2 separate regions of the Callithrix jacchus genome follow, and region 2 is linked to region 1. A link is a contact called in public Hi-C data. All regions are on one chromosome and are shown on one strand. Each heading gives the region's core, a stretch centred on a gene start, on an enhancer-like site or on the middle of the called end of the contact. The rest is flanking DNA. Distances are from core to core; before and after follow the strand shown. Region 1 holds the start of PALS2 (protein associated with LIN7 2, MAGUK p55 family member). Region 2 has its middle 110 kb from the start of NPY.

What was found. Hi-C and Micro-C count contacts between places; a contact is called where the count stands out from the background.
Region 2: a Hi-C map of skeletal muscle shows a contact between it and region 1, with 4 times the contacts expected there. The contact joins the enhancer-like site here to the promoter of PALS2 in region 1. A contact is called at or near these places in 2 of 3 Hi-C or Micro-C datasets (both in skeletal muscle).

The regions. Positions count from the first base shown.
Region 1 is chr11:33,510,417-33,516,523 of calJac240_pri, reverse strand. It overlaps PALS2 (protein associated with LIN7 2, MAGUK p55 family member), which reads left to right and starts at 4,364. Exons shown (of 12, transcript XM_035253618.3): 1 at 4,364-4,666.
Region 2 is chr11:33,674,899-33,681,281 of calJac240_pri, reverse strand. No RefSeq gene overlaps it. Among named protein-coding and RNA genes, the nearest start is that of NPY, 110 kb to the left of the region's middle. Within about 2 kb of position 1,726, at least 1 of the 16 cell types and tissues checked has an H3K27ac peak or open chromatin away from gene starts, as enhancers often do. A contact at or near this core is called in skeletal muscle, where this site is marked.

The DNA.
Region 1 (6,107 bases), core at 3,115-5,614:
AGATGTGGAAGCACTGGTGCCGAATCCTAAGGATCTCTGGGATTCTCGAGATAAACAGTCCTATCTTCTCTTTTTACAGTTTCTCCTCAAAAATTTATTTCATTCTTAGCAGAACATTTTTCTCTAGGAAGTAGGAGGAGATAATGCAACCAAGGTAAGGGTCAAAGATGGAGCTCCAGGTGGTATGATATCAGAGAAGTCAAAGGAAAGGAGAGGTTTAAAGAGTGAGGGTATGAGAGATAACTTCCTCACACTGCACAGGAGTTCACGGGCATGAACACTAAGCAAAGACCCTCACCTCTAATTCTGTCATATGCAATTAAGACACTTGGCATAGCACTTATTACATGATATTTTGCTTATTATTCTTCACTATTACATAGGGGCTATTTGATATTTTTTTTAATTTTTCATATGTTTTGCTAATAAATCAGTGAATGAATGAATGAGCACAAGAATGAAAATGTTAATTGTGGTGGAAAGAGTAGTTTCAGTAGACAAGTGGCTGTAGAAGCCCAATTCCGATGCCTAAGATAAGCAAATAATGGTAAGAAAAATCAAGGAGATATGCTGAGATATATACTTTTCTTTCTTTTGACAAAATTTCCACTTCATTATAGTTCTCTTTTTTAAGGAAAAACCAAACAACCACCAAAATTCAAGTTCTTACAATTCTTGGCTTTAATTGTGATGATTAAAAAAAAAAAAAAGAACTGCCATTGTATCAGAAAATGATTTTTCAGACAGCCAGTTTAGGAGAGAAAGTTCTGCTAAGACATTTCTGTCTGAGATTGTTGACCTAGTGGAACTTTTGGAGAGATTTAGATTACAAGAAAAGCCTCTGCCAGATATCTGTGAAAGCAAGATTAAAACAATAATGTACACAATCGACTGAGGTCCAAGGGTTTGTAAGCCAGTGCCAGTCGGGATGGTTCAGAGCTGGGAATGGTGATCTTCAGGCAGCCAGGTGAGACTAATCTGGAGAAGCTTTAGGAAGAGATAAATTTAAGCTGTTTTGAAAGGGGACTATTCTAGTCAATTGGCAAAGAGTCTTAAAGCACAGGATTAGGAATTTTAATTTGATTACTTGAGGTAATTTGGAGCTACCCCAGCGTTTTGAGAAGACTTGATATAAATGTTGTTTGGAAGATGATTCATTTCCATAGCTCTTAACCCTGGCTGCATATTAGAGTTACCTGGAGAGCTCTGAAAAATCCTGGCACCCAGGCTGTGCTCCAGGACAATTAAGTCTGGGGTGGCACCAAAGCATCAGTGCTTTGTTTTGTTTCTTAAAGTTCTCTGGATGATTCCAATAAAGAGCCAAAAATTAAGAAGCACTGCTTTGAGTATAGGATAAATTGCAGGGAAACAAGAGAGAGGCTAGAATTAGAAAGGTTAGCAAAAAGGCTGGAAATTGGAATCTGACCTAGCTTTGTGAGCAGAGATAAAAGAGGTGAAGCTAAATAAAGTATTCTAAAGGAAAATTTGGTTGGACTTGGTGATGCATGCCAGTTGCATTTTTAAATAAAGCTACCCTCCAGGAGTGTCACTGCTTTTACTATGATGGATTAGTTGAAAAACAAGCACACAGTTGCTTCTGCTAAAATTTGGGGCCTTTACTATTAGGAAAATTCCCAACTTCTGTAGGAGCAAAGCAGGCCAGAAAAGAAAATGTAACATGTTAAAAGTATATGTTGTTTATATTTAAAGGAGGAAACAAAATTGAGTGAGGGGTGCTCCTGAATTAAGAATCAAAATTCAGATTTTAAATTGAATCACTGTTAGGAGATACTGGGCTGTGGTAAAATTATGATCCCTTTAGAGTAACCTTGAAGGAAATGAAAAGTCAGACTATTAAGGACACTGAAGAGAAAGACTCACCATCATTCTCAATCATATCATTCCCCTTTCTTGGAATGAAGAATTTGTAACAGGTATGGGAAATGGATGGTGGTATCTCAGTATAATGACCTCTCAGAAAGCTGAGCTGGAAAGCAATGATGGGAGTTCCAATGTTTTGTTGAGAACAATTTAAATTTATCCTAGCATGTCCCACCTTTAAAGTTTAGAGAAAGGGCAGAATGTTATAAAGTAAGAGTATTATTTATAAAGGAAGTAGTGCTTCCTAATATAACTGTATATGAGTATTTGATAATATATAGACACTGAGAGAGGAACTTCACTGGCAAGAGCTTCCTGAAGGGAAGCAATCAAAGACAGTTATTGGAGCAGAATCATTTTTTCTGACGCTAAGGATGAACCTGAGTCTTACAGCAGTGATAACCTCCATCTGATAGCTTCTGTCATTACTTAGAGAACAGACTTGGAACTGCAAATGAAAGATAATTGTTCCTGCATTCCTGCTCCCAAATGCTGGGTCTCTGGTAGATGAAGAGATAAGGGAGTTGGCCAGGAGTGGTAACCAGCTATATGTCAGGTAGGTCTGCCTGTAATTTGAGGGGCAGAGCCTCCCCTAAGACTCCCTTCCTAAAACTTCCTCAGTCAACATCTTTTTACTTGCAGAGAGCAGGGGTAGAGTAGGTAAGGATGCTGTTTCCAGAAGACCCCTGAGAAAATAAAAGTGCACTATTAGGAATCAGTAACACATCTGGAAATGACATTCAGACCCACCTATAGCTGGGTCCACAGGGATGTGGTAAGGTAGGGGTCAGACAGGAGAATAGTTCACAAGCCTGGGTAAGGCACAGCAGGGAGGACCCATGGGTGTCCTGTGGGAAGCAAGTAAGCTTGGGGCAGCAAGAAAGACCTAAAAGGTCTTACTGACACCCTGAGAAGACAAGCCTCATCCTTCTTCCACTTTGTCTCTGCCTTGGGCTCCGAGCCCATTCCGCTTCATTTCATCCAGCCAGCCTAACTACAGGGGACCCAAAGCTACTCTGTGCTCTGGGCAGGTTTGATTCTCCCTAAATGCTTCCAATTACCTTTCCTTGGGTTTGCTGTTCCAGGAAAGAAGGTCCTAAATTAACACTGTACAAGGCCCCCCTGAATGTTGGTTTGCAAAATTAATGATCCTAATGGAAAAGGAAATTAATCTTTGTTGCTTGGTTGAGGATAAAGACAAAAATCACTGTTTCGGACACTGGGCCTTCTTAATATATCTCATCAATAGTATTTTCTCTCTCCCTTCCGTGCCTGCCACATTCACAAAGAGAGGAGACAATACAAATTATAACTCCATTTCTGAATTCAAAGGGCCATGATGCACGCACTTATTCTGCAAACATTTATCAATGGTCTGGTTTGTGCAAAGTGCCCAAGAGAAGCCAGGAAAGGCTGCACAGAGGAGGCCACCTGATACACATGTGAAGTTTGACTTGCACTTTCTGTAGTCATGTTTTGAAAAGACTGCAGTAAGCATCTTGTAAGATATAAATTACATTATTCAATTTTAGGAAGAACACAGTTTTTCCAAAAGCCTCCCGTCACAGGTCTGAGGGTTCACAGAGCTGTTTTAAGGGGATAGGAAGTTCTCTGGCTGACTTGCTGTGTTTTTCTAGCCAGAAGTCTCTGCTGCAGTGCATTGCTCAGTTTCTTTCAAGTGAAAAATTAAATCTGCACTCTTGTCAAAATGTGTCATCTACACACACACTCATCATAGTTCACCAGGCTCTACGCAGAGTCCAGGCTGAAAGGATGGCATGCCCTCCCCAACCCCACCCTTTCGAGGTCTGGGAAGCCCAGATGCTGGGGAGGAGCTGAACAATTGTGTCCAGGGAGTGTTTAGCAAAGCCGGCCCCGGGAGTTCTATGGGAGCCTCGGTGCTATGAAAAGAGTCAGCGTCCATCCATCTCCTCGAGTATGAATCACACTGCCCGGTAGGGCCTTTGGGAGAAAATTCATGAAGGACACAGTCAGCGCCGTAGAACCTGCCAAATACACATCAGAACCAGGGGTGTGTGTGAAGGGGGAGGGGGAGATTTTTCCAGAGGCTTTTCTTCCAGTTCCATTTCTCTTTTGTGCCTCAGGATCGGGTTCTTGAATGTAAAACTCTCAGAAAGGGCAGGGCGGAGCCTCTTTTATGCCCGTGGAGTATCTTGCCCAGCGGTGATTTCGGTTTGGCAGACCCGGCGGGGACTGGGTCCGACAAACCCTCTCTAGCGGGCGCGGTAGCGCCCCCCGGGCTGGCGCAGGGCCGGGAGCCGCGCAGCGAGGAGGAAGGGCGCCGAGCGCAGTCAGGCGGAGCCCTCCGAGGCTGGGAGGGGGCTCCACCTGGGCGCCGCGCAGCGCCGCGACGGGAGGGGCGGGGCCCGGCTTCCCGGAGGCTGTGGCGCCTCCTCGCGCCCGAGCGCGCGCGCCCCGGCGTCCGGCGCACGCGCGAGGCCCGCAGGGAGCGCGCCCCGGCAGTGGCGGCGGCGGCTGGAGGTGGAGGAGGAGGAGGGCGGCTGAGGGGAGGCTGGCCGCGCGCGCGGAGGCAGCGGCGGGGGCGACCGGAGCTGGGGCGGAGTGGGGAGCGAGGGAGAGAGAGGAGGGAAAGGGAAACGGTGGGCAGTGAGAGACGCATTTCCAATTCCCAACTACGAGCCCCGAGTTTGCAGATGGGGCTGCTCGGCGGTGCCTGTGGCTGAGGGAGAGCAGTGGCGGCGGGGAGCGACCCGGAGCGGCGGCGGCGGCGGCGGCGGCGCGGAGGCGGCTGAGGTGCGAGCCGGTGAGTTGTCGGGGCCCCAACCCCGCTCTGGTAACGGTCGCGTCGCGCGCCGGGCTGGCCGGGGGCGCCCTGTTGCTCGCCGCGGCGCGCCACGCGGGGACCCTGGCCCGCCCCGCCCCTCGGCACCTGGGCTTCGGCGGGCGGGGGCAAAGGGACCCGGGAGCTGGAGGCGGCGCGGGCAGGGAGGCTGTTCGTCGCCCCCGGCCCAGCCCGTGCGGAAGGGTCGCTCGACCCGGCTCATGGCTCTGGGGCTGCGGGCCGCGGGGCGGGCCGGAGCGCGGCAACGTGTCTGGCCCATGCTGCTGGCCGCCGCTCCCCACGCGCTCCCTGGCGGGGGCTAGGGCCGCAGACGCGCGGGGCCCCTCTGGGCGCGGGGCTCGGGCGCCGACACCTCTGCGGCGGGAGTCGTGGTGGAGCATGAATGGAGAGCTGGCACGGGGGCGGTGTTGCTGTGACTGACACCTCCGGGGTCGGTCCCGAGAGGGGGCGATTCCTCTGGCTACCGGTTCTTTCCCGAGCTCGGAGTTCCTGGCGGGTGGAGGGGAGGCTTTCTCCAACTACCGCTGCTACTTCCGAGGTACAAGACTCCAGTTGTTTGGCCAAAGTGGCTGTGGGCCGAGCACACGCTGCTCCGGGGGCGTTCGCTGCTGAGGTCGTGCTCCCGGGTCCTGGGTACATTTGTCTGAAACCGGATAGGTGTCGGGGCTTTTTTTTTTTTTTTGGTGGCTGGGTGGAGGGTCAGCAGGGGAGTCAATTGAGGGAGTCAATTGTGTGGTGACGGGATGTGGATTGGTTGGTAGATGTTTTTGCAGAAGGACTTTTTAACAGTTTATTGGGAGTTTATTCTCAGTCTTAACAGTTTCTGGGATTGCAGCTCGAGATTACATGTGTTAAACTTCCATCAGCTGGGTGTGCATCTGTGTAGGGGGTGGGGACTGAAGCGAAGAAGAGAACTGAAGACTGACCGGGAAGCTCAGAAAATTCTCCGCATTACTTATCAACAGCCGGTTAAGGTCAGGCTAGCCACATTTTACTCTTTCCTGCGCCTTTGGAGAGTCCTGGAATTTTACTTTGTGCTTCAAGTGGTCTTGTAATGTAGCTGAGAACGTTTGGGGTGCGTTAAAATGCTCTTAAATTGGAGTATGATTTAGCAGCCATTTCTTCCCATGAAATCAAGCAAATCATTTGTAAACTTATGTTGGTCGAATATATCAGGCGAGGTAATATTGTTAGTAATGCGGTAGTTTCCTTATGTAGGTATAGCAGTGGACCTCAAGTGATATTGCTTATTTATTGTAGGCATCTACTGTGCAGTGATGACAGAGTGGTAGGCCTGATTATAGTTCTGTCTTCTGAGGCCTTATTAACTAACAGTAAACAAAGAACTTTTGTGGATTGTGTCATTTTGAGGTCATTTGTACCTTTAATGTATCATCTATTT
Region 2 (6,383 bases), core at 477-2,976, 170 kb before region 1:
TCACCTCTCTCCAGCTCCAAGGCAGCTGACTGTGACTGAAGTCAGACACAACTGTGGCTTGCTTCAGTTGCTTCAGAGGTCTTGCTGTCCACCTATAGTGACCTGCTTAATTCACAGTCCCAATCTCTTGGGTGACTCTTACATAGCTGTCTTCTTCTCAAACATCCAACAGCTTCTTCTCCAGTTGATGGCTTTGCTTCTGCTTTCACTAAAACAAAGGAAACGATTAGAGGCACACTTCCCCCTGCCAGAACCAGCAGCCTGCCTCTCAGACCTGCCTAATGGCCCTTCTCCCCCATTACAGCGGCCAGCAGCCACCATGCCTGGCTAATTTTTAATTTTTTGTAGAGACAGGGTTTTGCACTGTTGCCCAGGCTGGTCTTGAACTCCTGGAATCCTGGTCTTGAACTCCAAGTGATGCTCCAGCCTTGGTCTCCCAAAGGGCTGGGATTGCAGGCATGAGCCCCTGCACCTAGTCTATTTTATGGGTTTTGACAAAGATATAATGACACATTCACAATTCACCACTGTTACTCCAAAGCACAGGGGCTTAAAATGAATGATAAGCTCCACTATGTTTTGGAGTAACAATGGTAAATAGCTTCATTGCCCCAAAATTCCTCTGTGCTCTGCCTATTTACTCCTCCCCATCTCCTAATCTTTGGCAACCACTGATCTTTCACTTTCTCCATAGTTTTGCCTTTTCCAGAATGAAATGCAGTTGAAATCATACAGTTTGTAGCCTTTTAGATTGGCTTCTTTCACTTATTAATATGCATTTAAGTTATCTCCATGCCTTCTCATGGCTTGATAGCTCATTTGTTTGTAGACCTGAAAATATGCATTGTGTAGATGTACCAACGTTTATTTATCCATTCACCCACCAAAGCTACAAGATGACATCATGCATCAAGAAATGAGGTAGTCCTAAACAATTCTCAACTATCAACAACTCATTTTCTTACAATTAAATAAAATGTCTCACTGGATACTTTACACATTTTAGATATAAGCCAAATAGTTATAAATCTTCCCACCTCTAACACATACTCCTGAGGTTTATTCATTCTTTCACGAAATATTCATTGTTCCATTAGCCAGGCATGGTGCTGTGTGCCTGTGGTCCCAGCTACTTTGGAAGCTGAGTTGGGAGGATCACCAGAGCCCAGGAAGTCAAGGCAGCACTGAGCTGTAATTGCACCACTGCACTCCAGCCTCGGCAACAGAGTGAGACCCTGTCTTAAAAAAAATCCATAAAAGGTACAATACTAAAAATGAACCCTAATGTAAACTATGGACACTGAGTGATGTTCCAACACAAGTTCATCAATTGTACAAAATGTACCAATGTGGTGTAAGATGTTGATAGTGGGGGAGGTTGTGTGCGTGTGTGGGAATAGAGGCTGTATGGGAATTGTCTGAAATATTCACTCAGTTTTGTCATACTTAAAATTGCTCCTAAAAATGAAGTTTACTAATTTAGAAAAAAAAAAGTAGAGTTTATTCTCCTCCTCTTGGATATGAGAACTCAGTGATTTGCTTGTAATGAATAGAATGTTCTAGAAATGATGCTATGTGACTTCTGAAGCTGGGTCATAGAGAGAGTAACTTCCACCTGGCTCTTACTTTCTTGGATGGGTCACTCACTTTAGCAGTCATGGGAACTGACCATGGGAAGCCATGTAGTTGTTACATCCTAAGGGCCTTCAAATAGCACGTAGAGAGGCTCATGGCGGAAGGAACTGAAGCATCCCACCAACATCCAGCACTAACTTGCCAGCTGTGTCTGTGAGTCATCGTGGAAGCAGAACCTCCAGCCCCAGCCCCTTCACATGCAGCCCCAGCCAACATCTTGACTGCAACAGCCTAGCCAAGCTGCTCCCAAATCCCTGATTCACAGAAACTCTGAGAGCAAATAAATGTTTACTATTATTTTAAGTCACTATGCTTTGGGGTAACTTGTTCTGCAATAATACATAACAAATACAATCCTCATTAACTAGTGTATGTTGTGTTTTTTGTGTGAATTGGCATGGAAGTGAATGTCAAACTGGGTTATATGTTATTGGATTTTCAATATAAGAAGGTTGTTTAATTATGACAAGAGTTGTAAGGTTGGAGATAATTTTGGCAGCAAGTAATAAAAATCCCAACTAAAACTGACAAACAATACTGTACATATCGGTTCCCATGCCGAAAGGCCCAGGGCAGGCTGGGTTTCCAATCAACTTGTCTAGGGGCTTCTGCTGCATCACTCTGTGACTTCCTTGCCTCTAACTTCCTGGACAGTGTCAGCCTCATCCTCCTCATCCTCACATTGGGTAACACGATGGCTGCAGCAGTTCCAGGCCTCACATCAGCACACATGTCAGCATCTAAAAGAAAAGTGTCACATCTGGAACCTTGCCCAGAAGGCTGAGAAGAACTTTCTTTGATGCTTCTCATTGGCCAGAATTGGGTCACAAGCCTATTCCTGAGCCTTCACTGGCAAGGAGGATGGGATTACCCACAGGTCACCCAGGGCCACCCCTGCAGCTGGGAGTGGTATCCGCTTTCCTTCAGGCCTGTGGGTTGGGTAGAAAAGCAAAGGGAACCCAAACAATAGGAGAGTTGTGTTAGGGAAAGAAAGAGGGGCTCTCTGCTAGACAGGCCATCAGCAGCATATCTCCCTGATGTGCTTCACACAGACACACAACAGCCATTTTAATATCCGAGAAAAAGGAAAAAATAGCTAATAAACTTTGCAAAATCTTGACAATAACACATTTCGTGATGTTCCCATGGGCTTTATACTTTCTGGCTGCAGTTTCTTTCATCTCTGGTGGGTTTTATTGTTTTTAGGTAGTGTTCTTTGTTTGGTTGTTGTTACAGAATTTAGAATTTAATAAATACTGAAGATTCCTAAAGCAATTTAAAGCTTAAATAAAGTTCTAAGTTTATTTATAGGTCACTGTGAGGAAGGAGTGAAAGGCTTGGAAGAGGTCTCTTCATGACACAGTTAAAATATGAGCTCTTTTCTGAGCCAGGGTGACTTCATGCAGGGCTGTTCTCCACATTATTAGGTGGCCTTTAATATCTTTGAAATATGGCATAATTAGAAGCCTGAACCTTACTCTAATGTTTATAGCAGCACTTTGTCAAACCAGGTTTCGGATCATATACAAATTCTGACACTAGAGGGAGTGCATAATGTATTACAGAAAGGGAAAGCATACGCCTAATAAATTCAAGGTAAAAATGCAGAGTAGCAAGACAAGACCTTCATTATGTTCTCTTCTCTAAGCCCCGTTCCTTTCCACCATAACCCCCAAGTTACTAGAGGCCTCTTTTCCCCTTAGAACTGTAGTTCGAATTGGTAGGAGGTTGGTAGGTTGCTTGAAGAACTGTGAAAAGAGTATTTTAGAGCCTTTCTAGTGTTTTCTTTTCATTAAAAAAAAAATTGAGACATAGTATTTCCTACCTCCCACATATTAGATGGCAAAATTAAAATTACTCCTGGCTGCTTTGTTCTGTTTCTGGCTTGGTTAAGATGCCTAACTATACAGTAATATGACTTTAAAAAATTAGAAGACTAGAGTTTTATTCTTTGCTTTAAAAATGTAGTCTAGTCTTTTGAAAGTCAGGGTAAGCATCGTTTTTAGCATTCAGCTTCATTCTTCATTCTCTTACTAGAGGTGCTGCTCTGATAATTTAACAGCCAATGTCAAACAATTAACAAATCATATTTAAGGCAGTTTTATTTTCTAACATTAAAAATTTCTCATGCTCTAACCAAATTGAATGCCTGAAAACATTAATGTAAATGACTGCAAATATGACTGAGCTATTAACACAGCAAAAAGAGACTGACTGAAAAAGTGAATGATCATTGCCACCGGTAAGACTCAACAACTATTCTTGAAAAATGTGGTAACTGCTGTGTGCTTTCCTAAAACCTTCTTGTGTATTCATTACACATTCCACAATGATCTTAAATCCATCTTGTGCTCACATAAATCTTTGAACTACCGGTAAACTGTCTCTTCGATGGAAATTAAAATTAGAAAAATTAAAAAGCAGGCTGATTATGAAAAATCCTGGACTTCATCCAGATAAGTGAAATGACCCATACAAATGAAATATCCAGAACCACATTACTCTCTCCTAAAAGACCAAAACCATGTCTCTGACTAGGACACATTTGTACAGACTTACCTGACAGAGAGCCTTTCAGTTAATGATATTTCACCATAATGACTTCTGGAAAGTTAAACCAGATTTCAGGCAATAGCCTGTGGGGTGTGTGTGTGTGGGGTATGTGTGTGTGTCTATCTGTGTCCATCTGAATATATGCATGTGTCTGTGTGTGTGTTTCTACGTGTGTGTATCTGTGTATGTCTGTGTGTATGTGTCTGTCTGTATGTTGGCATGTATGTGTGTGTGTTTGTGTGTTTGTCTGTGTGCCCATGTCTGTGTGTATGTGTCTCTGTGTGTTTCCATGTATATATGTATATCTGTGTGTATGTGTCTGACTGTGTGTGTGTTTCATCTGTGTGTAATGATTTTTTATTCAAAAGCATACAAGTAAACATATAATAAGTGCTATTTCAACATTATGGTTCTAGTTAAAACACACATGCATCAATTTATGCAATATCACACTTTCTAGTTAACAAATATCATATGGAACAAATTTGAATTGTGCCCCATGTTTAGATGAAACCCAAATGTTTTTCTCTTCCACACACCAAGTGATGGGGGTGAAGATGCAGCAGATTCTATGGCTCTTCAGTCTGTGAGCAATTTCTACCTGTTTTCAAAGATCCTCACCTTTGTGTTGCCCTAACGATGTTTTCCTGCACTTTCACTTGATTGTTAAGTGCAGATTGAGTGCGCTCCTGAGCCCAGGCACTCTGCCTGAGTTGGTTACTCGATTTTCCCCTCTTACACCCCACACTCTCTCTATCCACCACCACCTGTGATCAGGCTTCTTTTCCCTGCTTGGTGAGTATAATAAACCTCTATTACTGTTCATCCACACATTATATTTATTTATTCTCAAACTGTTGTACATCACTTAGATATATGTATCTTTATCATTCAATTGAAATGTTTTCTTGTCACCTATAAAAATTGGTTAGCTATCTTGGATTGGGATGAAATTAATCAAAATTTTCCCCATTGAAAATAATTTTTCACATAACAGCTTTCACTTAGTGGCAGAGTTTTCAGGAATTAATTTAAAATGGATAAGCAAGGGATACACAAATAATTAAACACAGAGCACCCCATTGGACAAGTCTGGTAAATTCATTGACTCTTTCACATTCTCCAGGGGAGCAAAGGGCAAGCCTGAGAGAGAAGAGATGATGTACCCTTTGTACTAGGGTTTATGTTATTTTATTTTAGTTTTCTGCTTTGAGATGGAATCTCACTGTTGCTCAGGCTAGGGTGCAGTGTCATGATCTAGCTCACTATAGCTCCTGCCTCCCAGGTCCAAGCGATTCTCCTACCTCAGCCTCCCAGTAGCTGGGATTACAGGTGGGTGCCACCACACCTGGTTAATTTTTGTATTTTTCATAGAGACAGGGTTTCACCATGTTGGCCAGGCTGGTCTCGAACTCCTGACCTCAAGTGATCTGCCTGTTTCAGCCTCCCAAAGTGCTGATGTTGCAGGTGTGAGCTGCTAGTGTTTAGTATTAGTAATAGTGCCTCAGTATAGCAGATGGTTTCCAGAGTTCCTGGAATTTTTGTTTTGGGGATGGAGTGGGGAGTTACATGGGAAAAAGAAAAGTGTCTCAACTCAGAATCTCGGGGAGATTCAGGAGATACTTGGGTAACCAGACAATCCCCACAGATACCTAGAGTGATTTTTTTAAATTACTTCATTTTGACATTTTTAAAATTCTTTACAAAGATTACATTGTAACTTTGTTAGTCTTTTGTTTCTAGACTACAATTAGGTTAAACACAAGGTTTGTTTATTTGTTTACTCAATTAAATGATTTTTATACACATAAAAAATTTTATAAAAACATAAAAATTTCTACCATTTGTAACCTAAGTATCATCATTTTATCTATCCTATTGTACAGAATTCAAAACATTTATAAAAAGTTACCCAAAAAGATTTTGTGTCAAAAAGTAGGCTGGTTAGCATTAATACTACCACAGAAATCCAGTCTGGCCTGATCATTTATCTTCAGATCTCTAGTTGTATCTGAAAAGCTACACACACATACAATGGAAAAGATATCGCAAAAGGAGAAAATAATATTTAGTAGATGCACTGTGTGAGAAACGACTGTTTGAGATGTTAAGAAAAGCAAAACTATTTCTGTAGCAAATCTAAATTCTGAACATACATAAGGTTATGCCCTATGTAGGTCTGCAAAGAAACAGGT